Linked DNA regions of Mus musculus: all the other regions are linked to region 7. The links are chromatin contacts, called in public ChIA-PET, Hi-C, HiChIP or PLAC-seq and promoter capture Hi-C maps. All regions are on one chromosome and are shown on one strand. Each heading gives the region's core, a stretch centred on a gene start, on an enhancer-like site or on the middle of the called end of the contact. The rest is flanking DNA. Distances are from core to core; before and after follow the strand shown.

Region 1 (3,620 bases), core at 299-2,798, 350 kb after region 7:
TCCTAGTGACCATCTGAGGCTCTTATCTAGTGATCTCTGCTTCACTGATTGTTGCTAGCTTGAAGGTTGCCTGGAGAAGACAGTTACCAATTTCTAAGGAGACAAGCTACCCATGAATAATTGCAGTGCTCTTCCCGAGTGGTTATCAGGAACCTGGATGCAGTTGTACAAATAGAAGGGCACCAATTTTCTGTTGGCCACTGACAGTTGCAGAGTGCAGCCCAGGCATCTTTGTGTGTGTTGTGGTGGAAGGCCGGACACAGCCTCCTTTGGGTGGGACAGAGGTCCGGGTGGCTGCAGTTCTGAATATAGTCTGTAGATGGCAGCAGAGACCTGCTCAGAGGGCTTGCCTGTGGCGCCGCCTGCTCTGTAGACTTGTGGGAAAGTTGGCTCAAAATATCTATGATAGGCTAAAAGGTGAAGGTCTAAGTGCAGAAGGGAAAAATTTAAAGCGAATAGAGGAATTGGATGGAAGAAATGGATTTTAATGTTAAGGCTGATTGATTGAGCCGGGCGTGGTGGCGCACGCCTTTAATCCCAGCACTTGGGAGGCAGAGGCAGGCGGATTTCTAAATTCAAGGCCAGCCTGGCCTACAGAGTGAGTTCCAGGACAGCCAGGGCTACACAGAGAAACCCTGTCTCAAAAAACCAAAAAACAACAAAAACAAAACAAAAGATTGATTGGTTTTTCGAGACAGAGTTTCTCTGGCTGTCCTGGAACTCTCTTTGCAGACCAGGCTGGTTCGAACTCACTGAGGTCCGTCTTTTTCTGCTTTCAGAGCGCTGGGATTAAAGGCATAGGCCACTATGCCCAGCTAATTTTATTTTTTAAAAACATAGCCTCACGATGTAACCTAGGTTAGCCTCACAATCCTCCCGCCTAAGCCTTCCTCGCGCTGCAATTACAGGTGTTCATCACCATGGCCAGAACTTGAACTTTTATTAGTTGAGATTCTTAGAACCTAAAGCTCAAATCACGAGGTGAAAAGTTGATGCAGCTGACCAAATGGGAAATCGAGATTTCTGATTCAAGAGCGTCCCAAGTGTGTTCAACTTACGGCTACGGGCTGTAAGTGGTCCAGGGAAGTATGAATGTGGCCCAATACATTTATTTGGAATGACAAGTGAATTGCAAAGTCAAAAGGTTAGTCAGGAAGTGCATAGAAAGGAAAGCTAGCCAGTTGTTAGACAGATGCCCTAAACCAGGAAATGAGTGGCGGGTTAGACAACAACATGCCAATTCCCAGGGCACGCTGACTAAACATTCAAAAAGTTGAATTCTGAAACACTTAGCTACCTGGAAATTTTGGGAGTCTAAAACGCCCCCTGGCAGCTAGCAAAAAGAACACTTCACTCAAGAGCCCGCAAGAGAAACAAAATGTCTTGCGCTGTAACTTTTCTAGATCACAGATAAAATCCGAGGAGGCTGGTACAACAGTTGAAGGAGCTCCTAGCGGTGTCCCAGGGCGCTGCGAAAGTTACAGTGAACTTGACGAGGCCACGCCCCATTTTGTCTCGACTCAGAGGCGGAGTCTGCCAGGGGCTCTGCCCTGGCCTGCCCAACCCGGACTAGCCTGGCCCTTTAAGGTTGACCTAGCGGGGCCCCAAGTCTGAATGACGCGACGAGAAGCGGGGGTGGGGGGTCACGTGGGACGCGGGCGGCGAGACTCTGGGTCCAGGGCTCCGGTCCTCAGCGGACTCCAGGGATCACTATCTCTTGCCCACTCTCGCCTGCACCATGATTTTCGTGTAGTGCTTTGCCACCAAGTGCGCCTTCGCCTGGTCCGCCTTTCTTGGGTCTCTGTATGGCTGGTTCTCAAGACCTTGTTGCTATACAGCGCCGGACTCCTTCCTAATTTGACACGTGCCTGGGCTGAGGGATCACCTCCCCCTGCTGTACGTAAGTACTCTCAGGCAGTTTCCAGCTTGTCTTGGGCCAGGAGCCCAGTCAATCTAGTTCTGGAGAAACCAAAGCTGGGGTGTGTCCAAAAAGTCCCGGTGGGGAGTGACTCTTTCCCTTTCCTTCAGGTGCCTCTGGACGCGCCAGGCTGGGGCTACCTCCGAGCGCCCCGTGGGGGCCATGGATGGCGAGACAGCAGGGGAGAAGGGGAGTCTTGTGCCCCCGCCAGGTGCGCTCGGCGGGTCCGCCTTGGGTGGTGCTCCGGCCCCAGGTGTGCGACGGGAACCCAAGAAGTACGCGGTGACTGATGACTACCAGTTGTCCAAGCAAGTGCTGGGTCTGGGTGTGAACGGCAAGGTACTGGAGTGCTACCATCGGCGCTCTGGCCAGAAGTGTGCCCTGAAGGTTAGTGACCCATCTCTCTGAGGGCTAGGGTGACATGGAGGGTCCAACAGCAGAAACCTGTGGATGTATCTGTGTCCGGGGTCTCTATTAAACATCTACACATGGCATCTTGTTTTATTTTCAAACTCTTCCTCTAGCGTCAGACTCGTGGTCCTCTTAGCCTCACATACACGGAAACAGGCTGACCTACCTAAACTGAGGGTGTGTCCCAAAGAGCGAGGGGAGGAGTCAATGTGAGTAGAGCTGTTGTACCCGGAAGGCAGGAGGGTGTGGCTGTGCGCTCTGGTTCTGGCTTGGGCTTTGTGTTTAGGCCCAAAGGATGCTCTTAAATTCTTAGTTATCCCCTGCAGGTAGCTCCTTCTATGGGGATGCGGCTAAGTTTTCCTTAGGCTCAGTGCAGGGTTGTCCTCCTCATGGCCCCTGCCCGCTGAGGTGGGACCATGAGCCTCTTAGGGTGTTTTTTGACTACTGGGCCCCTTGAGTTGAGTTGGTGGCCTCTTGTGGAAAGGGGCAAGCTTTGCTCATAAGCTGACCCACCCTGGACAGACGATGGAGAACCACTTATCACATCATATTCAAGGTTCCCTAGAGGTATGGCACAGTGATGTGGGTGGGGTGGGGGAGTGGCTTGGAGTAGTTGATCTCACTACTAGAATCTGGTTCGGGCACGTGGCGCCAGCCCAAGAACCCCTACTCCTACCTGTGTCCTCACCCCACCCCCATCGCAGAACTCCAGAATTCCTTGCATTTTTGTCACTGGAACCAGACTCTTTGGAGGTAGTGCCACTGGCGCCTGCGTGGTGGAGAATTGAGTGACTCCTGGAAGTTAGTGAAGTCCTTTTTTACAGGAGCCAGGCTACAGAGTCCTATAGCTGTGGCCGTAATCTCTACCTTGTGGGCGGGCCAGCCTTGTGATCTTGGGCGATCCCCAATTTTGTTCAGGGAGAGAACGGGAGTTGATGTGAACTCAAAGTGAGATAATGCGTGCCGAGTACTTGATACGGACCTGGAATAGGCCTAGAGTGGCCTCAGCACTTGCTTCAGGCATGGGACTCACAGGAATTTGACTGAGGACCTGGGCCCTGTGCTTTGTCTTTCCCTGGTGTGTCAGGCTGAAACAGGGGAGGTGGCCTCCTGAACAGGACCCTATAGGGGATCATGAAGGTGAGTCAAGGGCAGGGTAAGGACTGACCTGAGGGCCAGGCCTAGGTTCTGTATTCATTAACCCAGCAGTAGAATAGAGCTTTGGGGGCCCAGGCAGGGTTTTTTTCTGAGTCCTTCAGTGAGAAGGTGGCTTTTCTAATGGCAGATAGGT
Region 2 (3,944 bases), core at 786-3,285, 460 kb before region 7:
CGGGTGGCACTGGAGAGCCATAGAAGTCATGAGATACTGTATGTGTAAGCACATGTACATGAGTGTGTGTGTGTGTGTGTGTGTGTGTGTATGTATGTATGTATGTGTGAGTGTGTGTGTGTGTTTGTGCGTGTGTGCACGAGTCTCATTCAGCCTCTGGGGTCAAATCAATTCCTCTCAAGTGTGGTACCCTAGAGAGTGGTGGCCATCTACATTTTCTCCCTCTAGCTTCTATGTCTTGTTTTTGCTTTCCCTCCCCTCCTCCTCCCCTCTCTCTCCTTCTCTCTGTGAGGGGGGAGAGTGCTGTACAAAGTCAAACAAACAAGTTTACATTGTAAGTGCAATGACCCGAGTCCTCCACATGACCTTGTGAATTGTGTGCCGTCCTCCTGTGCTCTGTGAGAACTCGTGGTACTTCAGTGTCCCTCCCCTGTACTGTGACAAGGTATTTCTGTGGTATCAGAATAAAAGGACTTGATATAAACAACCTTCAGACAGTCTCGGGGTGATTTCTGAAGTGGGAACACTTAGCCAAACAGGTAGATGCCAACGTTTGTGACAGTATTCTCCACGATTAAAGAAAAAAATGAGAAAGAGCAAAATTTCAGAAATGTTGGCACAATTGAGGCGGAGTCAACACCAAGCCATTCAAACATGACCCTCCAGGAAGGTGCAAAGGCTTGTCCTAAGCCACCAGACAGTTTTCAGGATCCTGGTTCCCAGGAGCTAGATGGGCAAGTGCTGCCCCCTGGTGCTATCAAACAAGCTTTACATCTGCCTACCTTGTTCGAAACTCCCCCCCCCCCCCCAGTCCCCCATGGCTGAGACTTTAATCCTTAGTATAGTCAAGAATAGTTCAAGCTGGATATCATAGCCCACACATTTAATCCCAGCTCTTGGGAGACAGAGATAGGTGGGTCTCTGTGAGTTTGAGGCCAGAACTACGTAGAGAAACTAAACAAATATAAGTTAAGCAGCACTAGAAAATAAGAAACAGAGATTAAAGAGTATCAATTTTGCCTCAAGTAAGAAAGAAAGCACTCATTCAAGGGGGCCCATAGCTGGTCTAAAAGACCAGCCACTCTCAAGCTATATGGAGGAGGGGGAGATACCTACTGTTGCCCAACCACTCTTGCTCTCTGCTGTCACCTAAGTCAACCTAGTCCTGTGTCGTGTGCAGGAGACTGTCTGCCTAGGCTCTTCTTTCCACAGCACGCTCGCTGCTCTTAGGTGAAGTCTGACCCTCCACATCGGCCCTTGGAGTAGGTTGAGACCCAGTCGGCTCACGATCCGCAGCAAGGAGCTTCTGAGAAGGGCGGGTTAAGGCTGTGGCAACAGATAGCTTTAGGGGCAAGTCTGGTGATTGATAAGCCAGGGTAGCACCCAGAGAGTTCAGCACCGCCCTTTGCCCGGCGCCCCAGGGCTCCACCCGGGAACCTAAGTTTCCCACTCCTAATCGCCTGGCTTGCAGTAGATGGGGAGAGCGCTGAAAGAGATCCCTGCGACTGAGGCGCCCCGCAACATTCCGCTTTCACAGACCCGCTAGTCTCTGTATTCGGTTCCCACCCGTCCCCGCCCCCGCCCCCGCCCCCTCATCCTTAAGGATCATTAGTGTTCCTCCGAAGCCCCACCCTTCGAACGCTCAGGGCTTTCTCTCTGATCCCGCAGCTTTCAGCTCACAGTCGGCTGGAGTCCAATCCTACTTCCTTCACTCCTCCCAGACCTGCCCTGTCTCTGAACACCGGCTCTGTATTCTGCTGCTATACGTCCGCCCTCACTCCTCGGAGCCTCCCCTCTCTAAAAATCCCAGGACTCGACTCCCTGATTCTGCCTCCCACTTGCCTAGTCTTCGACTGAATTTTTGTTTCCCGCTCCTCCCCTCCGGGCGGCTCCTTCGTAGGCCCCGCCTTCTTACTATCCAGGCCCCGCCCCCTGCCGACTGGCCGGAGCTTATACAGGGCCCTGCGGGTCCCAGGTCGCCACTGAGTGTAGCGGAAACTGGGGACCGCCTTAGGCCCCGCCCCCGGAGCTTCACTTCCGGGACTTAGCTGCTACCGAAAGACCGACTATGGAGCGTCAGGTGAGGGCTCGGCCCGTGGCCCCCGTGGCCTCCGTAGCCCGGGCTGAGCCTGACCCTGGTGTGTCCCCTGCGCAGGTGCTGCTGAGTGAGCCCCAGGAGGCGGCAGCGCTGTACCGGGGCCTTAGCCGCCAGCCTTCGCTGAGCGCCGCCTGCCTGGGCCCGGAGGTCACCACGCAGTATGGGGGCCTCTATCGGACTGTGCACACTGGTGTGTAGACCGAGGGAACTGGGTGGCGACGGGCCGTGCATCCAGGTGGAGAGATGGGGACTGTGGAGGGCACGCTGCTTGACACGGGTTTGGGGAGGAAACCCAACTGTAGTTCCTGCGCACAGGTGTTTTGGGGGCTGCACTAGCCTTACTGATAAATAATTCCGTAAATGAGTTGAAGGTGTGGGAGTAAAATTCAGACCTGAGTGCAAGGTGTGGGCCTCGCAGGACTCTCCGGCCCTTACATTCTACAACCCAACAACAGCTATGTTGCCCTTAAAATTCTGTGGTTGGTAGTGGGTTCTCTCTGACCGTCAGCTCAGGCTCTGGGAGCCTAGGCTTAGGTTATATTAAGTGAAGTGTTGTCCAGGCTATACTCAGGCTGTCCGGAGACAGACTGGGAAAGATAGGCCTTGATTGGTGGGCAGTGGTCCAAACTGGCCCAGACAAGTTGAGCAGCCCCCTGCCTCCCTTGCAGAGTGGACTCAGAGGGACTTGGATCGAATGGAGAACATCCGATTCTGCCGCCAGTACCTAGTGTTCCATGATGGAGACTCGGTGGTGTTTGCCGGGCCTGCGGGCAACAGTGTGGAAACCCGGGGGGAGTAAGTGTGACAGGAGCAGTCTGTAGACAAGACCGCAGCCACCTGCCTTGCTAGCCTTTCATAAATGTCGCCATGTGTCCTTAGGGTGTTGTGCTCTGTGCCTATCCCCTTCAGGGACAACTTTGGGTGGCTTCAGGGGAGCAAAGAGCAAGGTGCCTGACCCCTGAGAGCTTGTCTGGTCTCTGGAGACATGGCCTGATAAATACTAGGAGCTTCTTCTAAACTAGGGCCTAGGTCCCTAGGACTCTGGAGACAGTCGAGTCAGTAACCTAAGGAAGAGAAAAAAGGCCAGCCAGCTTGAGGCTGGGAGTGCTTCATGGGCTGGTATGATTTCAGAGTCCCAGTTAGCTGGGAGATAGCCTCCTGTGCGGCCAATTCTGATTTTATAACGCCAGACCTAAAAGGGCTTATAAAGAAAGGAGAGAGAGACAGACAGACAGACAGAGACAGAGACTCAGCTAAGAGGTTGTGACCAGTAAGGGGGCCAGCACAAGGCTGTTGGGGGGGACGACTTGGCACCTTCCTGACCTGCAACCCCTGTTCTCAGGCTGCTGAGCAGAGAGTCTCCTTCAGGCACCATGAAAGCAGTGCTGCGCAAGGCTGGAGGTGCAGTCTCGGGAGAGGAAAAACAGTTCTTGGAGGTGAGTTTGCAAGGATGAGGTGGCAGCCAGCCGGTCACTTAGTGCCACAAGTGAAGCCCTGTGGAGGGGCAAGCAGCCTGATGCCCAGGTATCTTCAGGTCTGGGAGAAGAACCGCAAGCTCAAGAGTTTCAACCTGTCTGCACTGGAGAAGCATGGGCCTGTGTATGAAGATGGTGAGGCGCCTGGCTGGTAAGCAGGAGGGGTGGGCAGAAGGGGCAGCTATAGCATTGGGCTCCCCCTAACCGTCCCTCCCTGCATGCAGACTGCTTTGGCTGCCTCTCCTGGTCACACTCAGAGACGCACTTGTTGTATGTGGCGGAGAAGAAGCGTCCCAAAGCTGAGTCCTTCTTTCAAACCAAAGCCTTGGACGTCAGTGCCAGTGATGAGGAGATGGCCAGGCCGAAGAAGC
Region 3 (4,008 bases), core at 41-2,540, 340 kb before region 7:
CGGGCCCTGGCACCTTTCTCTGGACATCAGGGAAACCTCTACATCTGAGCACCCACCTGAGAGATGTCCTGGATGGCAGCTGTCATGGGTTCTACCTCAGTAGGGTCCAAAACTGTGAAGTCCTCACCAAAGTCACAGAATAACCGCCTAGTGTGGGTGGCGGAAGTTACTGAGGAAGCTCATTAGTTGTGAGTAGGGGGCACTAGGACAGGCCCAAAGGGGAAGGAATTATAGGAAAGCTGTGGAGACTTTGGTTTGGGCATGCAGGGTGCACTAAAGCAGGTCTGCATGCTGAGGTGGAGAAACAAGGGCAAGACTGTAGTCCAGAGCATCCTTGTAAGCTCTAGGCTGAGTCGGGGAGGATGGGGCAAGCTAAGGGCTGGGCAAGGCATTAGGACCAATTGCTGGCAGTGATGTGGTGGGGTACACAGGTAGTCTCCTCACCCCACAAGGCCCCGGGTTTCAGCCATCAGGAAGCGGACTCCATGCTTGTGACACAAAGGTCCCACCTTCAGCTGGTCTTCCAGCTTGGAGTCAGTCAGCACCACTACCTAGATGGACACCGTGATTGATCAGCAGGCCCGGAATCACTCGCCACCTTCTCTCTGCCGTTAAGGGCAGGAGGGAGGTACTAGGCTAGCATGCAAAGTGGCTCTGGGGAAAGCACCTGAAAACCCTGCAGTAGGTCCTCAGTGATGTCGCCACTGTGGACGGAGATCTGGACAGCTTCATTGAGCTGAGCCAATTGCGCCTGAGAGGCCTCAGCCCTGTTCCTTCCCAAGCTCTCTTCTGAAAGGAAACACTAAGGACAGCTCAGTGCAGCTTGATCAAGGAGACTCCCCTTTGGCCTCTGCTCTGGGAGGCAGCATAGAGACCCCCAAGAACTCTTACCTGAGCAGCCAAGTCAGCCCAGCAGGTGGGATGGGGATCATGCAGGGTGAGGCTGCCCACACCTGTAAGGACTAGGTTCTTGGCCACCTCAGCTCCCAGACCCTGCAGGCCACATAGCAAGACTTTGGCTTCCTGGATCCTCTGCATAGCAGGCAGGCCCAGTACATACCTGTGGTTAAGAAGAAGGAGGTGGCAGCTGGGGACCAAAGGTCTGGAAGCCACCCGACTTGGTTATCCCACCTTGAGACTTACAGCTGCCTGGAGTATAACTCTTCATCCATCCTCAGTCGTGGGGCTGGAGAGGAGGCTGTAGGGCTCACAGGAGGGGGCAAGGAAAACAAGGCAAACAGGCCCCAAAGCGCTGGTTGCTGCTGGTTACAGCTCTCTTTCTGCTTCCTCTATGATTTCAGGAAACCAAAAGTGAAACTAGACTGAGTTGGTTCCTGGTCCTCCCAGTGAATGAGGACAGATATCAGTGCTCTGCAGGCCAACTGGGGTTTATCGCTTGGATAAGTCCCAGTGTTACAAGAGGCCAGTGACTCTCTGAGTCAGACCTGAGAAATGAGAAGCTCAGGCAGCCACAAAATGAAGACATGTGTCACATATATATTTTAAACTTTTGTTTTGAAATAACTGTAGACTCACAATAAGTTGTGAAAATAACACAGGGTGTTGCTGTGTTCATGCGTATTTGTGGGTGTGTTTTCCATCACCATATATTAATTACACATAATAATGTGCTTCGTTATGGCACTTTTATACGTGTACATTTTGATCATATTCATCTGTTAGCTTCTCTATCCTCCTCCCACTCTTGCTGTTCCTCTTGGTGACTTGGTGAGTTTTGCAGACGTTTCATACAAGAGGATGGGCGAGAGGTTATTTATGGAAGCCAGGGGCACCTTATCAGTGGTTACAGAACTAAAGAAAATGTCTCACCCTCCTGGAGGGGCGAGGCCTCATGAGTCCCTGTTCCTCCCATGATAGGATGCTTCACAAGCCCAAATTTTGTACAGATCTTGTGCAGGTCACAACTACTGTGAGTTCAAGAGCACAACAGCCATTTGTGGCCAGAAGATCATGTTCTGCAAAGACTCCATCCTCCACTTCTAAAGCTATCGCGTCCTGTTTTTCATGGCGTTCCCTGAGCCTTGGCTAGAGCAGATCGAGATGTTCCTTTAGGGCTGAACATTCAGGTCACTTCTCTACACACTGACCGGTTATGAGTCCCTGCAGGCACCACTGCCCTCCACAAAAGGAAGCCTCTCTGATAAAAGCCCACAGTGGCCCCGCGCTAAGGTCACTAACATGACTGTCATTCTACCATGAGGGCCTATGACCTACCCAATCACTGTTTTTTTTTTTTTTTTTTTTTTTTTTTTTTGGATCAGGTTTATAATACCAGACATGAATTCTCTCCCTCCTGTGGAGTGGGCTCAGTTCCAATAAGAAAGTAGTTGCTGTCACCACAGCAGGCTCGAAGGCACTAGATCCATCTTGCTACTGTTTGTTTGTTTTTGTTGTTTTTGTTTTTTTAAAGACAAGGTTTCTCTGTGTAAACCAAGCTGTCCTCGAACTCAGACATTCCCCTGCCTTTGCCTCTGAGTGCTGGCATTAAAGACACGCACCATCACCAGCCAGTTGAGTTGTTTGTTTGCTTGCTTTGTCTTTATAAAAGTCTCATCATGTAGCTCTGGCTCTGGTCTGGAACTTGCTATGCAGACCAGGTTGAAATCATAAACAGGGCTTGTCTGTGTTTGAGTGCCAGAGTTAAAGGTGCGAGCCGCTACTCCCAGCCTTGATGCTTTTATTTTATTTTTTATGATTACAGCAAGCATGGGAACTACCTTGTGATGGTACTTGGGACTGAACACAGGCCACCAGACTTGGCAATGAGTAACTGCTGCACTGTCTCACTGGCCCCATAGTTGTTTTGATCTTTTTTTTGTTTTTGTTTTTTTTTTTTTTTGTTTTTTGTTTTTTTTGTTTTTTACAGAGACAGGGTTTCTCTGTATAGGCCTGGCTGTCCTAGAACTCACTTTGTAGACCAGGCTGGCCCCGAACTCAGAAATCCGCCTGCCTCTGCCTCCCAAGTGCTGGGATTAAAGACGTGCGCCACCACACCTGGCTTTGATCTGTTTTTAATGTTGCACGTATGGTTGTTTTGCCTGTGTGTATATGTGCCACATATACCTGGTGCCTGTGGAAGCCAGAAAAGGGTGTAGAATCCTCTGGAACTGGAGTTACAGACGGTTGTGAGCTGCTGTGAGTTCTGGAAACAGAGCCTAGGACCTCTGGGAGAGCGACAAGTGCCCTTAACCACTGAGCCATCTCTCCAGTCCCTATTTTTGTTTTTTGGGGACAGGGTCCCACATAGTCCAGGTTGGCTCATTATAGTCAAGGATGCCCTTGAACTTCTGACCCTTCTGCCTTTATTTCCTAAAAAGGGATGGCATCGCCACACTCAAGATTATGTGATGCTGGGCACGGAAAGCACTCTACCAACAGAGCTACATACTCAGCTGTGCTTTTCAAAGTTCTGTTGTTGTTTGTTTTTGTTTTAGGGAGGGAATCTCATGTAATCCAGGCTGCCCTGGAACTCATCGTGATTGACAATAACTTCCACCTCTATACCAATGTGAATATAAATCTGTACTTCTACACATGGACCCAGGCTTGCCACTTGAGTCTTGCTTTTTTTATAACAACTTACTTTCAAGGGGACCCTTGGACCATGTTCATCTGCTCTGGAGGCAGTCAGTCCCCCAGTGACCACATCCATCCCTCCAGAAACAGCCCCTCAGTGACCATGTCCATCCCTCTGAAGACAGTCCTCCAGGGACCATGTTCATCCCTCTGGAAGCAGTCAGTCCTCCTTGTGACCATGTTCCTCCCTCCAGAGACAGTCCCCCAGTGACCATGTCCATCCCTCTGGAGGTAGTCCCCCAGTGACCATGTCCATCCCTCTGGAGGTAGTCCCCCCTGTGACCTGATGTTACTCAGCTTTCTGTCACTGTGACAAAATACCTGACACAAATGGAAAAGTTCACCTCTTAGAAACTGTGATGTCGCTGGGGGATGTGTTGCATTTGGGAGGCAGAGGCAGGTGGATCTCCA
Region 4 (3,439 bases), core at 7-2,506, 370 kb before region 7:
CTCCTGCTTGGCCTCCTTAATCGTCTTTTGTGGGTTTCATATGACGACAACATACAAGACACCTGTGTGGCGAACCTAAGGGACCCTGGGTAAAAATGTGATTTACAGCAGCCAGGACCCTTTCTAGAGCTGCATACTCTTTTGGGGATTGCCAGCCCCGCCTCCATCTTGACTCTAAGCTTGACTCGCTGTTTTCATCAAGCATCAACAGCTTTCAGCTCTGCTTTTGTCTGCAGACAGGGTCTTGCTAGGTAGCTCTGCCTGGCCCGCCCGCAACCCATGGCAATCCTCCTCCTTCAGCCTAGTGCATGAGCTCCCATACCCTAGTTCAGTTTTTGTTTTTAATAGTCCCAACACTCCTACGTCTCCTAACGGACTGTCTCTTTAAGAGACAAAATTAATCAAATCATCATCATCCTTATCCTCCTAAACCACATACTCCAAGTCGAGCACCAAACAACTTATACCCCAAATAAAACTCTGCCACTGTGGACATTTAGCTAGGTTCTTCAAGAAGCAGTAAACAGTGAGCCCTGAAGAGCACGGAAGACGCCGAGGGATCTCGGTGATGCCAGGCAGAGGATCATAGCCCTACCAAAAGCACAGGGCCCCGATACCACCCTCCTTGGCTCAGAAGGCATTTTAGGCCTGTTTCGTCTCATCTTAGTCTCAAGCGGCCTGAAAATTTACTCGCAGGAGTATGAAATCTTAAGAGCGACGTAACGTTTATCGCTGATTTGGAGGAACGTTACGGCCGGGAGAACGAGCTGGCAGCAACCACGTCTCAGCACGCCGGCTCTCAGGCACCCAGGGATTCGGTCTGAAAGGCAGGTTTCCCGGTACCCCGCCGGCCGGTCCCAGGGCTCAGGGCTCTCCGACCTCCACCCGGGCTGCCCACCCAGCCTCCGTGTCAACATCTGGGAGGCTCGGCGGAAGGCCAACCAGGATGCTGGAATGATGTTCCAGTGATGCTCGCCCCAAGTCCCGACCCTACCTACGCGCGCCAGCAACAACCCCGCGCCCGCCGCCACCCTCGCCGTGGGTGTCGGGCGGGTCTTTTGGCCCGACTCCTGTCACTCACCGGCCCGACTCGGGCAGCGGGCGCCCAAGGCTCCCCACGGGAGCTGGGCCCCCCGGGCCTCCAGGTCTCGGCCCGCCCCCCTGGCAGGCGGCGCTGGTGGCTGAGCCCCGCAGCAGCGGCCCCTCACCGGCCGCTCGGTCCAGCTCCTGGCGCTGCCCACTGGGTACGGATCAACAACAAGATGGCGGCCAGCCGAGGGGGCGGGGGCCGGGCGTCATAGTAACCAAGGACAGCAAAGAACCCGCCCCTAACTGAGGTTATCTCCAATCAATAGCCTCTTCTTGGGACGCCTGAAGGAGTTCTTCGCGTTGATTCGTCAACTGTTCCGTCAGTCAGGGCGTGCCTCTCGTGCAGAATGCCTGGGGCACGTGACTGTGACGGCAGGAATTGACGCATGCGCGCCATTCTCAGGTTTGCTAGCAGTGGAGCTTTTAGCAGCGATGGGGGTGATGCTGGAGAGCCCTTCGTTTTCTCACCTGCGCAATCGTTTCGGTTTTGAGCTGGCAGCGTTTATCATCCTCTCGCACACACTTAGGGAATGTCATAGGTACGGTATTTGCTTTGTCCCCTGCCTCTGTGCTTGGGATCGTCCCTAGTTAACTGGTGAGGAAACTGAGGCGCAGAAAAGAGCCTGAGCCAAGGTCACACAGTCTTAGGAAGTGGTGGCGATGGGTCCTTCTACTCTTCTAGCTCCGGAGTTAGTGTTTTCTAAGCGTCTCCCAGCGTTGTCTCTCACCAGTCCCGAGGCACAGCCGTCTGTGCTACCTCTTCGATTTCGGCTTCCCCTTTCCCCGGCTTATTTTGCATAAGAATTCAATCTGCAACCAGCTCAAGTCTCAGCACATAGTGATCGCTCTTATTTGCCTCAGAGCACCGTTAAGTTCCTGTGACACAGTGTCTTTTTGCCCTTGGCTATCATGATCTATCTCCAAGGCAAACTATGAGTCCGAAAATGACCATCCCTTGTTCTCCATAAGTAGACACCTAACCCGGGGCTTTTGGCTTCAAGGTTAGGATACATCACAGCACCTGGTCCCACACCAAAACGCCCTAACTCTGAGAACTTTGAGCTTTAGCTTCTCTTTAGTTGCTCTGTCTATAAAATGAAGATGAACAAGAAACAGACTTAATAAGCTCTTAGAGTAAGCCAAGTACTCAGGAAAAAACACTTATAGCCGCTCAGGCTGCTGAAACTGAAGTCTCTAACACTCTTCTTTTGATAGACACCCCATTAAGAGAGATGGTTCAGTGGTTAAGAGTACTTGCTGTTCTCACAGAGAACCTGGGTTCTGTTCCTAGCACCCACATCACCCAGCTCAAAGCTTTATGGGGGGTCTAACACCCTCTTCATGGGCACCAGCACACATGTGGCATATATTCATACAGACACACATACATATAAAACTAATTTTTAGAGTTTTTCTTAGGCAGAGCATGGCAGTATACACCTTCAATCTCTTGAGGGGCAGAAGCAAGCCAATCTCTTGACTTTGAGGATAGCCTGGTCTACATAGTGTGTTCTAGGCCAGCCAGGGCTACATCATGAGACCCTGACTCTAAAATAATAAAGCCCAGGTCATTTTTCCCCTCACAGAGGGCATTCATATTCTTCCTGGACTTAGGGTGCCATAACTGCTCCAAAATGGAGATTATCCAATTTTCTGATAGGGTTTAGGCCCACAGAGCTGACAGGAGAGGAACGACTGAGATAACTTGAAAATAGCTGGGCCATGGTGGCTCACGCCTTTAGGCACAGCACTTGGGAGGCAGAGGCAGGTAGATCTCTGAGTTTGAGGCCAGCCTGGTCTACAGAGCAGGTTCTAGGACAGTCAGGGCTACACAGAGAAATCCTGCCTTGCAAAACGAGAGAGAGAGAGAGAGAGAGAGAGAGAGAGAGAGAGAGAGAACTTGAAGCTAATACGGTTAAGCATACCCTCTATTCAGACAATAGGATCTCTTGGAGATAAACATGACGCCAGGTTGAGCATGGTGTCAGCACTGCACACAGTAAAATCTGTTCTCCAGGCTGTCACAAAACCCCTGGCTATGTGCAACAACTTAGATTCACACAGGAAGAGCTAAGCAATAGAGACTCAGAGGAAACAGATACAAAGCCAGGGGCTCAGCATCAGAAAGAGGCTTTCAGTAATCCAGGAACCAGGAACAGCTAAGCACAGATTCTCTGCTCCTTCCCAACAAAACCTCTCCACACAGTTGGCAGGCTGTCAATGAGGGCTGCTGGGACCCTCAAAACCCAGCAATGTTGAGCGGCCGAGAGAGCCCCAAAATCTGCAGTATATTTTAAGAAAAGTAAAAGCTAGGCAAGATGACCCTCACCTGTCATCCCAGTGCTGGAGA
Region 5 (3,892 bases), core at 99-2,598, 320 kb before region 7:
GGAAAGTCCAAGGTGAAAGCTTAGGGAGAGAGCAGGTGATACAAAGTAGCTTTAGTGGCGGGGTTACTTCTAACCTAACTACACAATGGCTCCTTAGGAATGGAGCTCAGGCCACACAACACTGTATTATGTGGTTTTGTTTGTTTGTCTTTTTGACACAAGGTCTGGGAAAATTCAGGCTGACTTTTGCCTTACTTATGTAGCTGAGACTAACCTTAAAACTCCCAATCATTCAGTCTCCACACTGTCCCTCCTCCCCAGCCTGTACTGGGATATGCAACACAACAGACTCTAAGGTCGGTTTTAAACAAAGCTTTGCAAATGGGAGACACCCAGAAGTGTTCACACCACTTCCTGCTTTGTGGGCCCTATTGCCCCTCAAAAACCTCCCAGTCTCCCAAAGGAGACCTCTCTTCTACCTTATTTTCTCTTTGGTTGGGAGCTTTGGATCAGCCTGCTCAGTTGCAAAGGGACTCTTTCGTCACCCACAAGACAACTGAACATCAGGACCCCTCGACGACAGGAACACACTTCCTTGCCATTCCAAGTTAAGCCAGGTGTACTGGAGTGTCTGATCAACGAGGTGTTTCTGGATAGAAACAATCCAAAGCATTCCAGCAAACGACAGACCCTTAAAGATTGCCAGAAACCTATCAGCATAAATTGGTCTGTTTCTTTTTTTGTTTTGTTTTGCGAGACAGGGTTTCTCTGTATAGCCCTGGCTGTCCTGGAATTCACTCTGTAGACCAGGCTGGCCTCGAACTCAGAAATCCGCCTGCCTCTGCCTCCCAAGTGCTGGGATTAAAGGCTTGCGCCACCACCGCCCGGCTGTTGGTCTGTCTCTTGACTCTCAAATAAAATACAATAGCTCGTTAGTGCAGTAAAAGCTCATCTTCGCTCAAACTAATAGTTTTGAAGTCATTTCTTAGCGCAATAAAGAAGCACTCTTTCACCGTGGGCTACCGGTATCACTTCCACCTGGCCCACTTCGGCCCAGGTTGGAAAGCTTCCGTGAGGCTCCTCTAATGTCGTCGTCACTTGTCTTAGTTCGGAGGAGGGATTGTCTCTAGGCCCGACACCCCCATAGCGTCTAAGTGGTTCTAGGACACGCACGGGGCCCTACACCGCCGTCACTCACCATTGCAGATGAAAAGTGTGGCCACAGTGGATGGCAGCCACGTCACGGGAGTGATCGAAGAAGTCGGAGCAGATAGTGCACAGAGCGCGGATAGGCATGATGGCTCGACTCAAGCAGCCCAGGGAACCAGCTGCCAGCGACAGACACAGTTTGGTGGCCGAACCGGCCACCGCTCCGGTTCCTTCAAATTTCGCTCCACCGCACGACTTCCGGTAGTGAACCGGAAGGAATAACAAACCCACGCCTGAGTGCTTCCCTCTGATTGGACAAACTTCGGGGCGGGGCGCTGGAGGGCTGTGATAAGCAGCCCGCCAGCCGTGCGGAATCCTGGGATTTAGCTCCTTCGGGTCTCCTGGGAGTGGGTCCCTGTTTCTACCGCAAAACCCTGCGATCCCCTGTGGCGTAAAACAGTGAAACTACAGTCTGACCCCTATCCCTGCTAAGCCGGGTATTGTCTCAAGCTAGAGCCGGTGCGAAGTGAACCAGACCCCTTCTTGCTGCACTTCAGGGCAGTCAAATAGACTGGAATGCCAAGAAAAGGGGATGATGGTACCATGGCTATGGAAAGTAATAGGCCATACGCTGGCAGCCCACAGTTCCCAAACAGAAAGAGGGCTCCCCACTTTCTAAACCTTCTACTATGGATCATCTTGGAAAGGTGGACACATTAAGTCCTAGCCCTTCGAACCACTACACTAGTCCTGGCTTTATTCAAATATGACCTAATAACCTTTGAGATTAGGTAGACACTGGAGCTAGTAATTTAGCCCTTTCCTCCCAGAATGCCTCATACCTGAGACTGTAGGATGGTGATTTTGGAGGTACAGATGCTTCAAAGACCAGGAAATAACAAACCCTCTTTATTATTCCCACATCAGATAATTTAAGGTCCTCCCTGAGAAAGGCCATCTTGAGTTGAAGCGAGGCTCCTTAGCGATTTTTACGGTATCGTTAGCAGTATTACTCCCTCAGAAGAAGCATACATAACTTTATAAAGTAGGTCTGCTCCAGCCGGGGAAGACAGAATGAAATCTTTTTGGTCTAAGTGGAAAGCACAGGTATTCACAGGAAGTAGGCATCAAGAAGCACAGAACTGTTGTGCAATCCCACCCTCTCCCCACTGTGCCCACGCGCAAGGTCACTTCCTATAGTGGTTGGCCCTGAGTAGATTCCACCTCTAAGTCCAAGTTAAGACAAAGGCTCTTTGTCAACAAGAATCGGAAAAGCGTCAGCCCTTCGGCGCTCAGCTCGGGATAGTTTTTAGCTGAAACACACCACTCTCGTGGGATTTTTAGCGTCCAGAGGAGTCCCATCAACATCATCCAGGTAGACACTGGAGAAGGTGACCTCCACTCTCACTCCAAGCAACACACTAAGCATCAACCGCTACCCAAAAACTGATCGTCCCACAGCCTCGTCCCTCCCGCACTGCCTTCCATAGGCTCCTCCCCAAGAGGACAGAGGAAGCAAAGGCAAGAGGGTGGCCAGAGGCTTTGCAGGGTGACGTTTATTTGCCAGGTTCAGTAGGCACACAGTTAGCCCACCAACCTTCACATACCAGAGCAGACCCACAGGCATGCAGGGAGAAGGGCAGGACCACCATGGAGTGCCGAGCAAGGGCAAGGACCAGCGTGGCTGCCTGTTCAGGCTGTGGTAGGGTCTGACCAAGGGCACCTGCTGAGAGCATCCCTCAGGGAGCTGGGGAACTGTAGTCTACTTCCTCATCCCAGCCAGAGCTACTTCACATGGCTGAGCAATACCTCAGCCTCTGATGGTAGACAAAGAGGAAAAGCCTCCCCATATCGCTGCACTAAGAGCAGAAAATCTGCTGCTGTGAAAAGCATGCTCCCAACGCAGCCTATGAGGTGCTGCCACGCCTCCCTGGGAGGAATAGGATTTACTGCCTGAGCCTGCATGAGGTGGCTATGGCAAAGGTCTCTTTCTTGGTAATGGCATCTAGGAAGACGATGGGGGGATGGGGGGACACCAGCCCTCCCTATCCAGCTCACAGGAAGGAGCCAGATAGGCTGGGGCACTGTACTCTGTTCTCCTAGGCGTCGCTGCTGTGTCCGACATGTTTCTCTCTTCCTTTAGAGTCTCCTAAGAATCGGGATACAGAGCAACCCGCTACAGGACTCAGGAGGCTATGAAATAACACAAGGATCTTCAAGAGGGAAGATCGCCACCCCCACCCAGGGAAAAAAGATGGAAGCTTCTACCCATTCTCTCTCCCACTTCTGAGGATCCCCACAGCTAACATGCAATGCCTGCTCCCTACCACGTGACCAGACTTGACTTAAAGCACACTGCCCTAGGTTTTCTGCATCCTCTCTTGCACACTCCTAGAGCAGCCCAAACACCACAGGTACACACCTTCCCGTGCAGGAGCCTAACACTGCTGACAGGGCCTCGCTGGAGGACCAGCTCTCAGGGCAAGGCCACCCATTTAGGGCCTGGGAAAGGATGAGGTTTGCAGGGCCTGCCTGGGGGAGTGATGAGGCAGGGAGGGAAGGAGAGCAAGGACCCCCTGAGTATCCCTAGAGCAGCATCCCACAAGGAACAGAAACTGGTGAAGCTAGCGAAAGACAGAAAGCCACAAGGAATCCATGCAGGGGCTGGGGCTGGCCCTGCCTCTGGCCTGCCCGCCACTCACATACATCCACACAGGAGACAAGACTGCTCTCCCATGGCCCCCAGGCATGCCCCACTGGGATGAGGGAGCTTGGGGGGAGCTAGGGCATCATGCCAGTGACT
Region 6 (3,984 bases), core at 665-3,164, 410 kb before region 7:
GAGCATCACGAAGCACTGTGCATCGCCGGATGCACACACCATCCTCCACCACCACACCAGGACCCAGGCTTACATTGGGGCCAATGCTGCAGTTCTGACCGATACGGGCACTTGGGTCCTGAGAGTGTTGAGGAAAGCAAGAGTGGGTCATTTGTCTCCCAAATCTGAAAAGATTAGCGACAGGCTGGACAAGGGCCTCACCACAAGTACATTCCCCACAATGCCAGGGCCTGAGTACAGTCTCTCTGGATGCTTCTGTCTCAGCGATTGTAGGAAGAGGCACATGCCAGTGAGGAAATCCTTGGGCTGTCCAATGTCCATCCAGAAGCCTGTACAGAGAGATGGGTCAGAGGGCTCTGCCTAGCCACACACTGACTACCCCACACCCTATGGCCTCTACCTCACCCTGCAGCTCCATGGCATATAGCTGCCCCTCCTTGGCCATAACTGGGAAGATCTCCTTCTCAATGGATGTAGGCTTCAGCTGTGGAAGTGGGCAATTTGTGAGCAGGCCACACAGCAGAGGCCTGCTCCACCCCAGCCCGCCCAGCAGTTCTCTCCTACACACCTGGATGCGCTGCAGCACAGCAGGGCTCAGGATGTACATGCCTGCGTTGATCTTATTGGACACAAACACCTGTGGCTTCTCAACAAAACGGTGGATGCGGCCTGTGTCAGCCTCACATACCACCACACCATACTTGGAAGGCTCTTCCACCTTGGTAACCTGAATATAGAGGTGGAGGGTACCTTAGGCCTAGTCCAGTTTTCTTTACTCTTGATAAATATGCCTATCCCACATCTCAAAGGCTCTCCCCCAAAGACATTCTGCATAGCTTTGTAGCAAAACAGAGTTTAAGACCAGGGGTCAGGAAAGACTCCATGTGAGGGTGGGAATGTCAGAGGAAATCTTCTCTTACCAAGATGGAGCCCTCTTGGCCATGGTGCCGATGAAACTGCACCATGGCTTGGAAGGGGAAATCACATATCACATCACTGTTGAGAACGAAGAAAGGGTCGGCAGTCTCAGATAGTAGGTCTCGGGCCAACGCCAGAGGCCCAGCTAGAGAAGGGGACAAGTCATAAGTTACCACCTTGCTAGGGGCCTAGGTCCAGACTCCAGAGGCCCCACCCATCCGCCCAGATTGGATACCTCTTTGCTGGCCCTAAAGTTTGCCCAAGGGCCTTCCTTATACTGACCTGTCCCCAAAGGCTCCTCTTCATGAGACATAGAGATTCGGATTCCAAGCTGGAAAGAAGAAGCCATCTGGTTATGTTCCTCCTCCAATGGTAAGAGCCCCAGGGACCTAAAGAAAGGGCTAAGTCCATGCCTCACCCTTTGCTCTTGTGCCTTCATTTCCTTCTCCAACATCTGTGACATGTAGCTCACTGCCAGGATCACGTGGTCCACACCTGCCTGTCAGACACAATAAGGTGTGCTAGTTGACTGGCTCAGTCACAAGGTATGACCACCCCTGGCCTCCCAGTCACTATCCATCCCTCTTCCCGCCATAACAGACCCACGGCCTTACCGCAGCAAGCGCCTCCACTTGATGCAGCAAGATGGGCTTATTGCAGAAGTCCACCAATGGCTTCGGAGTGCTCAACGTCAGCGGCCGCAACCGTGTCCCATACCCTCCCACCAAGATCAGTGCCTTCATGGCGTCTGCAGATGTTAGAAGTGGATCTATCGGTCCAAAGTACTTACAGGCCGCCTGACCGACCCCTGCCGCGCACTCCCAACGCCGTGCCCTGACCTGCACGTTTCACCAACTAGACTGACCAACTCTGGTGTCACCTCGCCCCCCTGCTCTACCCTGATGTGGGGTCCAGGATCAGCCAGAACAGAAGACGAGGAACTGGTTGGAGACCGGCTGGTCCGGAGTTCCGGCCGGAGGCGGCGCAGCCAGTGACGTAACAGGGAGAGCCAATCTACGTGGCAGGGCCGCCCGCAGCCGAGCGTCAGACTTTACGCTGCGGCGGACGTAGCCAATTAGATTTCCAACGCCCTGGGCTGCCATGGGGACCCGGAGAACTCGCGAGTCAGATGCCCATTGGCGGATCTAAAGGCGGAACCGAAAGAGGAGGCTTAGCTTCCTATCGGAACCCAGTCCGCCACGCGGCAGCTGCCATCTGCCCCGCCCCGCCCCGCCCCGCCCCGCCGACGCCGCCTACCCCCCCAAAGGCCACTCCAGGTTCGCCCTGATGACCCCGCCCCTCAACACTTGCTCTGACCCCTATATCCAACCCCTCCCGTGCTGCCTCCCCCGACCCCCCACCCCCAGTGTCAGCACTGTCCCGCTGCACCTGTCCCGACCCAGCTCAGCCCGATCCCTAGACTAGCCATGTCGGCCCAACCGGAGGCGATGAAGTTTTCACACAGACTTGGACAGAGTTCAGTTTCTAGAGGCTTTATTTTGACGTATACGACCAGACACAAGCGGGCGGATAGCGCTGGGTGTACAGAAAAGGGCCGGCTTGGGCCAAGCACTCCTCTCCACCACACAGAAGACCTGGGGAAAATGCAAGCGCGCCTAAGCGCCAGTGGAGCCACGTATGCATCCAGGCGCAGGTCTTAGGGTGTGTAGCTTCCAGGAAAGAGGAGCAGATAACAATTTCCAGAATTCCAAGTCTTACATTTCCTCCACAGAAGCAAAGGAAATTTCCCCAGGTTCTCCTTTTTCCTCGTTAAAATGTAGTTTTTAAAATGAGCACACACACACAACCAACTTATATAGCTGTAAAGTTCAAAGCAGTTTGCATCTAGGGAACGTGCACGTGGCCAGATGTGAGCGAATGAGCAGCGGATACTGAACGGATACTGTCCGAGCCCAGGTCCCTTGCCCCTAGGAGAGAATGAATCCCCACACCACTGCACGGCCCACAGCTGAGAGGGGTAGAATCCCAGGCAAGGACATTGCTCTACTGGTCCCTTCCTCTTCCAGCAGCACCCATCCCATTTCACTCCCACCCATCTCCCCGGGCTGGTATGGGCTTGGCCCGGGAAATACAATGGAAAGGGGTAATGTGAGCTCCCAACCCATGATCCCTAGTTGCACTTTGGTCCCAAATTGATGATTGGGAAGGCAGGACCTGTCAGGAAAAAGACAGGGCTCTAGCCTGGGACAGGCAGAAGAGCAGTGGTAAAAGTGTTCGCACACACTTGCCACCACCTATCAGATAACAGAGCTGGGCCTCCAGATATCAAAAGTGCTGAAAAGTGAGGCCCTGCCCTTGAGCAGCGGCAAATCCCAGCCTTTCCTCGCTTGCAGTGGCAGGAGCAGTGCCTACCAACTCCCTTGCTACTTGAGAAGCAGCAGAATGGGGGCAGCACCTCCCAAAATCTGGTAAATCGGAAGTACAGCACATTCCTAGGAGGTCTCTGCTGGCCCCAAACTCCTCTCTTGACCTCTATCCTGCCAAAGAAAAGGTGTCCACGCTAATTAACACTTGCTGCCTGCATGGCACAAGCAACACTACTACTGGACAGAAGACAGGTGTTAGTAAGCAGAGATGGGCCAAGCCGTGCCTCCCGGCCCTAAGGAATGGGAACCTGCCCACCAATGGCACCAGGGTCAGAAGACTGACTTGGATCCGTCACAGAACCCTTTTCAGAGGCTGCATCTCTAAGAACCTGGAAATTATGCCATTCGTTAACAGTTTCTCTCAAAGGTTGGCAGGATTACCTTCAAATGCCAAAACAGAGACATGTTAGAAGTGATAGACTTGGAGACTGTTGCTCACCTTGGCAATGATTGGTGTAGTGTAACCTGTCGGACACTATGTTACAGGCAGCAGCAGGTCTCTACCATGAAAGGACTGGTAGCAGAAATAAAAGCAATAGGTCAGGGTCAACCCTGAGCCTTCATTACCCACCGTTGGTGCTGAAGGCCATACCCCAGGCCCACAAGAAGGCCACTGGGCTAGCAGGTAAACACCACTATGAATCATTTGGCCACCAGGTTTGTAACAGCAGAACCTGCT
Region 7 (3,859 bases), core at 684-3,183:
GGCAACTGAGAGAGCTGTTGGCTGTTGCTAGGAGCAGACTAGGGAGGCCAGAGGAGCAAAGCTCTAAAGCACAGGGCTGGGCCGAGGGGGAAGGGGCTGGCTGGAAGAGGGATCTGTCTGTCTTCAGCGTGTAGTAGACTGTGCTCGGCTGTGTGTGCTCATGTCCATGGTGTGTTCTGTGAATCTGTCACGTTGGAGGTAAGTCCTACAAGTGGATAGATAGATAGATAGATAGATAGATAGATAGATAGATAGATAGATAGATAGATAGATAGAGAACAGCACTGTCCACAGGTAGCAGTATGTGTTCTTATCCTATTTCTTGCATGCCTAGGGCAGGGCCCGCTTAGGCTTCAGGTAGGTTCCCCGAGGGAACCACTGGATGATTACAGGCTAATGACACCTCCACAGGGAAGACATTCTGATGATTGAGACACACGGACACTCCAGAGCAAGCCAGCAAGTTGGAGGGTAGAAGCTGGAACACGCGCTTTGTCCAGGTAGTGCTGTTCTCACAGGAGGCTGTGTCCAACTCTTTTTTTTTTAAACATTTATTTATTATTATATGTAAGTACACTGTAGCTGTCTTCAGACACCCCAGAAGAGGGTCTCAGATCTCATTATAGATGGTTGTGAGCCACCATGTGGTTGCTGGGATTTGAACTCGGGACCTGCGGAAGAGCAGTCAATGCTCTTAACCGCTGAGCCATCCCTCCCGCCCCCCATTTATTTATTATTACATGTAAGTACACTGTAGCTGTCTTCAGACACACCAGAAGAAGGTGTCAGATCTCATTAAGGATGGTTGTGAGCCACCATGTGGGTACTGGGATTTGAACTCAGGATCTCCAGAAGAGCAGTCGGCACTCTTAACCGCTGAGTCATCTCTCCAGCCCTGTGACCAACTCTTAATGGCAGTGTCCTTCTCTGGCTTTAGTCTGGGGCCACTCAGAACACCTTGCACACTTCAATCGTCCAATCAAAGTTGGTGGGTCATAGGCCCCTCTTAAAAAGCAGATCACAAAGATTGGAAATAGCTCCACTTCCACCTTTGCACAGCCACAGGATCACAGCCACTACCCAGAAGAGACATGGAACTGAAGAAGCCTCTAGAAGCTGACAGAGGATGGAAGGAACAGATTATAGGATCATGGCAACGTTTGTTTCCTTAAGTCCAATGACAACTCTCTCTTGTCTATCTCTCCTAGAGTCCAGTCTCATTGGTCTCTGGTTGAAGCCCCGGATTGCTGCCTGCAGGAGAAAGGTTCCCAACCTATCAGGCAAAAGGACGACGTTTAGATGACAGAAGATAGTCCACTCAAAGGTGTAAAGGCGGCAGTGAACTCTTTTTGTTTTTAATGTGGTGCAACCTACACAGAAGAGGAGGGGGCGCTGCTTTAAAGAAAATCGAGGTCCAGAAAGAGATCATGTGACCCTCCGCAGAGTTTAGTAGATCTCCAAATAAGTTTATAGGCTCAGTTTTAGCAAGTGAAGAAGACACACCTCCTCCATCTTACTCTCATAATTCACAAATGCTCAGAGTCCTGGTTTCTATTTGGCCTGTGGCGAGGGCAGGTAGTCCTGACCCTTGGGCTACTAGATCAACTAGTCCTACAGTCCAGAAACAGAGCCTCAGGCTCTCAGCATCCAATCGGAGACTAGCTCCTCCTGCAGCCCGCCCAGAGGCCTAAGCCTGTGTTAGCTCTACCCTTGGTGTCTTCCCTCGTTGCGGCCCCGCTCTCAGCTTGCGCCTAAGGCTGGACTGAGCCTAACTTCTCCCTTGGCTCCGCCCTCCAACCAATCACCATCCCTAAATTTCCTTCGGCCCCTCCTCCAGACCCGCCCCGGCCCAGTCGCGGGCTTGGTTCGCCCGGGCCCCACCCCTGGCCCGCCCCGCCGTCGGTGCGCGGCGGCCGGGAAGGCGCCTCCCGCAGTCGCTCGGAACTGCGGACCTGAGAGCTTCCCGCAGAGGGCCGGCGGTGGGAGCGGAGTGGGTCGGGCGGGGCCGAGCCGGGCCGTGGGCCGTGTGGGGGCCAGGCCGGGCCGGCGGACGGCAGGATGGGCTGCACCGTGAGCGCCGAGGACAAGGCGGCAGCCGAGCGCTCTAAAATGATCGACAAGAACCTGCGGGAGGACGGCGAGAAGGCGGCGCGGGAGGTGAAGTTGCTTCTGTTAGGTGAGGCAGCGCCCCGTTCTGGGACCCTTGACTCTCTACGCTAATCCCCAGACAAGGACCTGAAACTGCTCAGCCTGGCCTTGCACCCTACACCTGCGCTTGAAACCAGTAGGAGCCACCCTTTTAAGATCCGAAACTCTGGATTGGTCTAGATTTATAATCCTAGTCCAGACTTCATTCAGACCCTCAACTCATCCCAGATCCCACACACCAAACCTTGTATGACTATCTCCCCCCCCCCTTGTTATCCAGTCTCAAGAGAACTCAGACCCTGCCGTGTATTTCCGCACTTTCTCAGGCTTTTCTTAAACCCTCAGCACCCTGCCGGCTCCCACCTTCAAGCCCCACCTGTTCTATTTCTCTTGGCACGAGCATTCCTTGGGACCCTGGTCAAGCCTCGACCCACTCCCTCTTTTCCTTACTCTGGGATCTGTATTCTCCCTCTTTGCACTCTGACCCTTCAAGAACCTCTTTAAGAGGGAAACTGACTACTCTCAAGTTCTCTGTAGCAGGATTCCCCGCAGGGCCTCTGTTCCAGGTCACCAGATCTCTCTTTCTCTCTGTGTGTGTGTGTCTCTCTCTCTCTCTCTGTCTCTCTCCCTCCCTCTCTCTGCAGGTATCAACCCCCAAATCATCTGCCCCTCTTTTAAGGCTTTTCTCACACTCTGCCGTTCCCTTGCTTCTGCGCCCTCCTGCCCCAGGTGGGCCTTGTTGATAGGAGGAGGGGCACCAGGGGCTGGGGTGGGCCTAGGCTGAGCTGGGCAGACCCTTTGCAAGAGGTTGGTCTGACTCTGAGAGTCACACTGGGAAACAGGGGCCAGGCCTCTAGCATTTGCGGGAAGTTCCATTCCCTGGGATCCAAGGCTTGTCTGGGCCAGGGCCAGGGGAGTCTGGGCAATAGGAGGGAACATGGAGGAGTTAGGGTTGTTGTCACTTCCAAGGCCAAGGAAGATGGTGGCTGCTGGGATGGGGGGGAAGTGGAAGTAGTGAACCAACCGACATATTGCTGCCCCTGTGTGCCGGCCTGGAGAGATCTGCTGACGGCTGCTGGGCTTCTCACACTCGGGGCTGGAACGCCAGGGATATGGCCTAGGATACTGAGTAGACCTGTTGGTTCCCCAGAGGAATACTGTGATGTGGGGGTGGTGGGCAAGCTGAATGAGGGGCTGGTAAGGAGTCTGCTGCCTGTAGCCCCGTGTGCGCTCAAGCATCCCAGCTAGGCTTTGGCAGAGGCAGTGGGCCTGATGCTTGTGTCCAGACCCACACCGGTCGTCAGAGTGGCTCCCTGTGGAAGCCTGACTTGAGAAGACCAGTTCCTCTGGATTGTGGGGAGCAAGGCCCTAGCAGCAGCAGAAGCCGCGCAGCAGCGTAATCGGCTGGATAGTATGTGGGGGGGTGTGGCCCCTCAGCCCCAGGGCCGCCTTGGGGGCCTGCATGCTGTGAAAAGCCTGGCTTTTTTTATTTTTTATTTTTTGGCCAGGCCTGTGGCCGAGAAACATGTACGTCTTTATGGATCCATCTGTTGACTGTCCCGGCGGACCCGGCCTGGGGGCACAGCCCCGGAGGTTTCAAAATGGCATCCGCTCCACTGCTGCCGCGGGGAGGAAGAGAAGGGGCGGGAAGGGGCGGCGGCCCAGCCTCCTGGGCTGCTTTGCGTTGGGCGCTTGCCTCTTCCTGTCTCTG

Evidence for each region. Promoter capture Hi-C pulls out the DNA fragments that hold promoters and counts their contacts. A called contact is a pair of places that touch in the nucleus more often than the background predicts. ChIA-PET counts read pairs in DNA pulled down with a chosen protein or histone mark. HiChIP or PLAC-seq counts read pairs in DNA pulled down with a chosen protein or histone mark.
Region 1: a contact with region 7 is called in a Hi-C map of pro-B cells, with 2.6 times the contacts expected there. The contact joins the promoter of Mapkapk3 here to the promoter of Gnai2 in region 7. A contact is called at or near these places in 3 of 39 promoter capture datasets (erythroid cells, pre-B cells and stem cell-derived epiblast-like cells), 4 of 484 Hi-C or Micro-C datasets (the G1E-ER4 cell line, embryonic stem cells, neutrophils and 1 more) and 3 of 115 datasets of contacts at active chromatin or transcription factors (bone marrow-derived dendritic cells, effector CD8 T cells and memory CD8 T cells).
Region 2: a contact with region 7 is called in a promoter capture Hi-C map of liver, with 5 times the contacts expected there. The contact joins the promoter of Apeh here to the promoter of Gnai2 in region 7. A contact is called at or near these places in 5 of 39 promoter capture datasets (erythroid cells, fetal liver, hematopoietic stem and progenitor cells and 1 more), 1 of 484 Hi-C or Micro-C datasets (embryonic stem cells), 1 of 115 datasets of contacts at active chromatin or transcription factors (large pre-B cells) and 2 of 9 other capture datasets (liver and pancreatic islet).
Region 3: an RNA polymerase II ChIA-PET map of memory CD8 T cells shows a contact between it and region 7, with 53 read pairs. The contact joins the promoter of Uba7 here to the promoter of Gnai2 in region 7. A contact is called at or near these places in 1 of 39 promoter capture datasets (liver), 3 of 484 Hi-C or Micro-C datasets (the G1E-ER4 cell line, LSK cells and hematopoietic stem and progenitor cells), 3 of 115 datasets of contacts at active chromatin or transcription factors (bone marrow-derived macrophages, memory CD8 T cells and pancreatic cancer cells) and 1 of 9 other capture datasets (liver).
Region 4: a contact with region 7 is called in a promoter capture Hi-C map of erythroid cells, with 7 times the contacts expected there. The contact joins the promoter of Ip6k1 here to the promoter of Gnai2 in region 7. A contact is called at or near these places in 3 of 39 promoter capture datasets (erythroid cells, liver and neural stem cells), 1 of 484 Hi-C or Micro-C datasets (embryonic stem cells), 3 of 115 datasets of contacts at active chromatin or transcription factors (the 230-238 cell line, memory CD8 T cells and pancreatic cancer cells) and 1 of 9 other capture datasets (liver).
Region 5: a promoter capture Hi-C map of pre-B cells shows a contact between it and region 7, with 2.6 times the contacts expected there. The contact joins the promoter of Traip here to the promoter of Gnai2 in region 7. A contact is called at or near these places in 3 of 39 promoter capture datasets (the 3T3-L1 cell line, liver and pre-B cells) and 1 of 115 datasets of contacts at active chromatin or transcription factors (bone marrow-derived macrophages).
Region 6: an H3K27ac HiChIP or PLAC-seq map of microglia shows a contact between it and region 7, with 8 times the contacts expected there. The contact joins the promoter of Gmppb here to the promoter of Gnai2 in region 7. A contact is called at or near these places in 3 of 484 Hi-C or Micro-C datasets (embryonic stem cells, myocytes and pro-B cells), 5 of 115 datasets of contacts at active chromatin or transcription factors (bone marrow-derived dendritic cells, embryonic stem cells, memory CD8 T cells and 2 more) and 2 of 9 other capture datasets (adipose tissue and pancreatic islet).

What each region holds. Positions count from the first base shown.
Region 1 is chr9:107,287,805-107,291,424 of GRCm38.p6, reverse strand. Mapkapk3 (mitogen-activated protein kinase-activated protein kinase 3) reads left to right here and starts at 1,548. Exons shown (of 11, transcript NM_178907.3): 1 at 1,548-1,900; 2 at 2,029-2,305. The coding sequence starts at 2,081.
Region 2 is chr9:108,092,571-108,096,514 of GRCm38.p6, reverse strand. Apeh (acylpeptide hydrolase) reads left to right here and starts at 2,035. Exons shown (of 22, transcript NM_146226.2): 1 at 2,035-2,080; 2 at 2,156-2,288; 3 at 2,767-2,893; 4 at 3,441-3,534; 5 at 3,633-3,708; 6 at 3,798-3,944. The coding sequence starts at 2,069. It overlaps Bsn (bassoon), which reads left to right. Exons shown (of 12, transcript NM_007567.2): 12 at 1-493.
Region 3 is chr9:107,972,849-107,976,856 of GRCm38.p6, reverse strand. It overlaps Uba7 (ubiquitin-like modifier activating enzyme 7), which reads right to left and starts at 1,290. Exons shown (of 24, transcript NM_023738.4): 1 at 1,144-1,290; 2 at 892-1,060; 3 at 668-802; 4 at 445-551; 5 at 57-147. The coding sequence starts at 1,172.
Region 4 is chr9:108,000,465-108,003,903 of GRCm38.p6, reverse strand. Ip6k1 (inositol hexaphosphate kinase 1) reads right to left here and starts at 1,256. Exons shown (of 6, transcript NM_013785.2): 1 at 1,082-1,256. 4930535L15Rik (RIKEN cDNA 4930535L15 gene) reads left to right here and starts at 1,485. Exons shown (of 4, transcript NR_166685.1): 1 at 1,485-1,628.
Region 5 is chr9:107,948,419-107,952,310 of GRCm38.p6, reverse strand. Traip (TRAF-interacting protein) reads right to left here and starts at 1,348. Exons shown (of 15, transcript NM_011634.3): 1 at 1,139-1,348. The coding sequence starts at 1,236. Camkv (CaM kinase-like vesicle-associated) reads right to left here. Exons shown (of 11, transcript NM_145621.2): 11 at 2,620-3,892.
Region 6 is chr9:108,047,194-108,051,177 of GRCm38.p6, reverse strand. It overlaps Gmppb (GDP-mannose pyrophosphorylase B), which reads right to left and starts at 1,914. Exons shown (of 9, transcript NM_177910.4): 1 at 1,533-1,914; 2 at 1,337-1,417; 3 at 1,201-1,249; 4 at 921-1,063; 5 at 569-727; 6 at 406-484; 7 at 202-329; 8 at 1-118. The coding sequence starts at 1,661. Ip6k1 (inositol hexaphosphate kinase 1) reads right to left here. Exons shown (of 6, transcript NM_013785.2): 6 at 2,396-3,984.
Region 7 is chr9:107,633,417-107,637,275 of GRCm38.p6, reverse strand. Gnai2 (guanine nucleotide binding protein (G protein), alpha inhibiting 2) reads left to right here and starts at 1,933. Exons shown (of 9, transcript NM_008138.5): 1 at 1,933-2,176. The coding sequence starts at 2,059.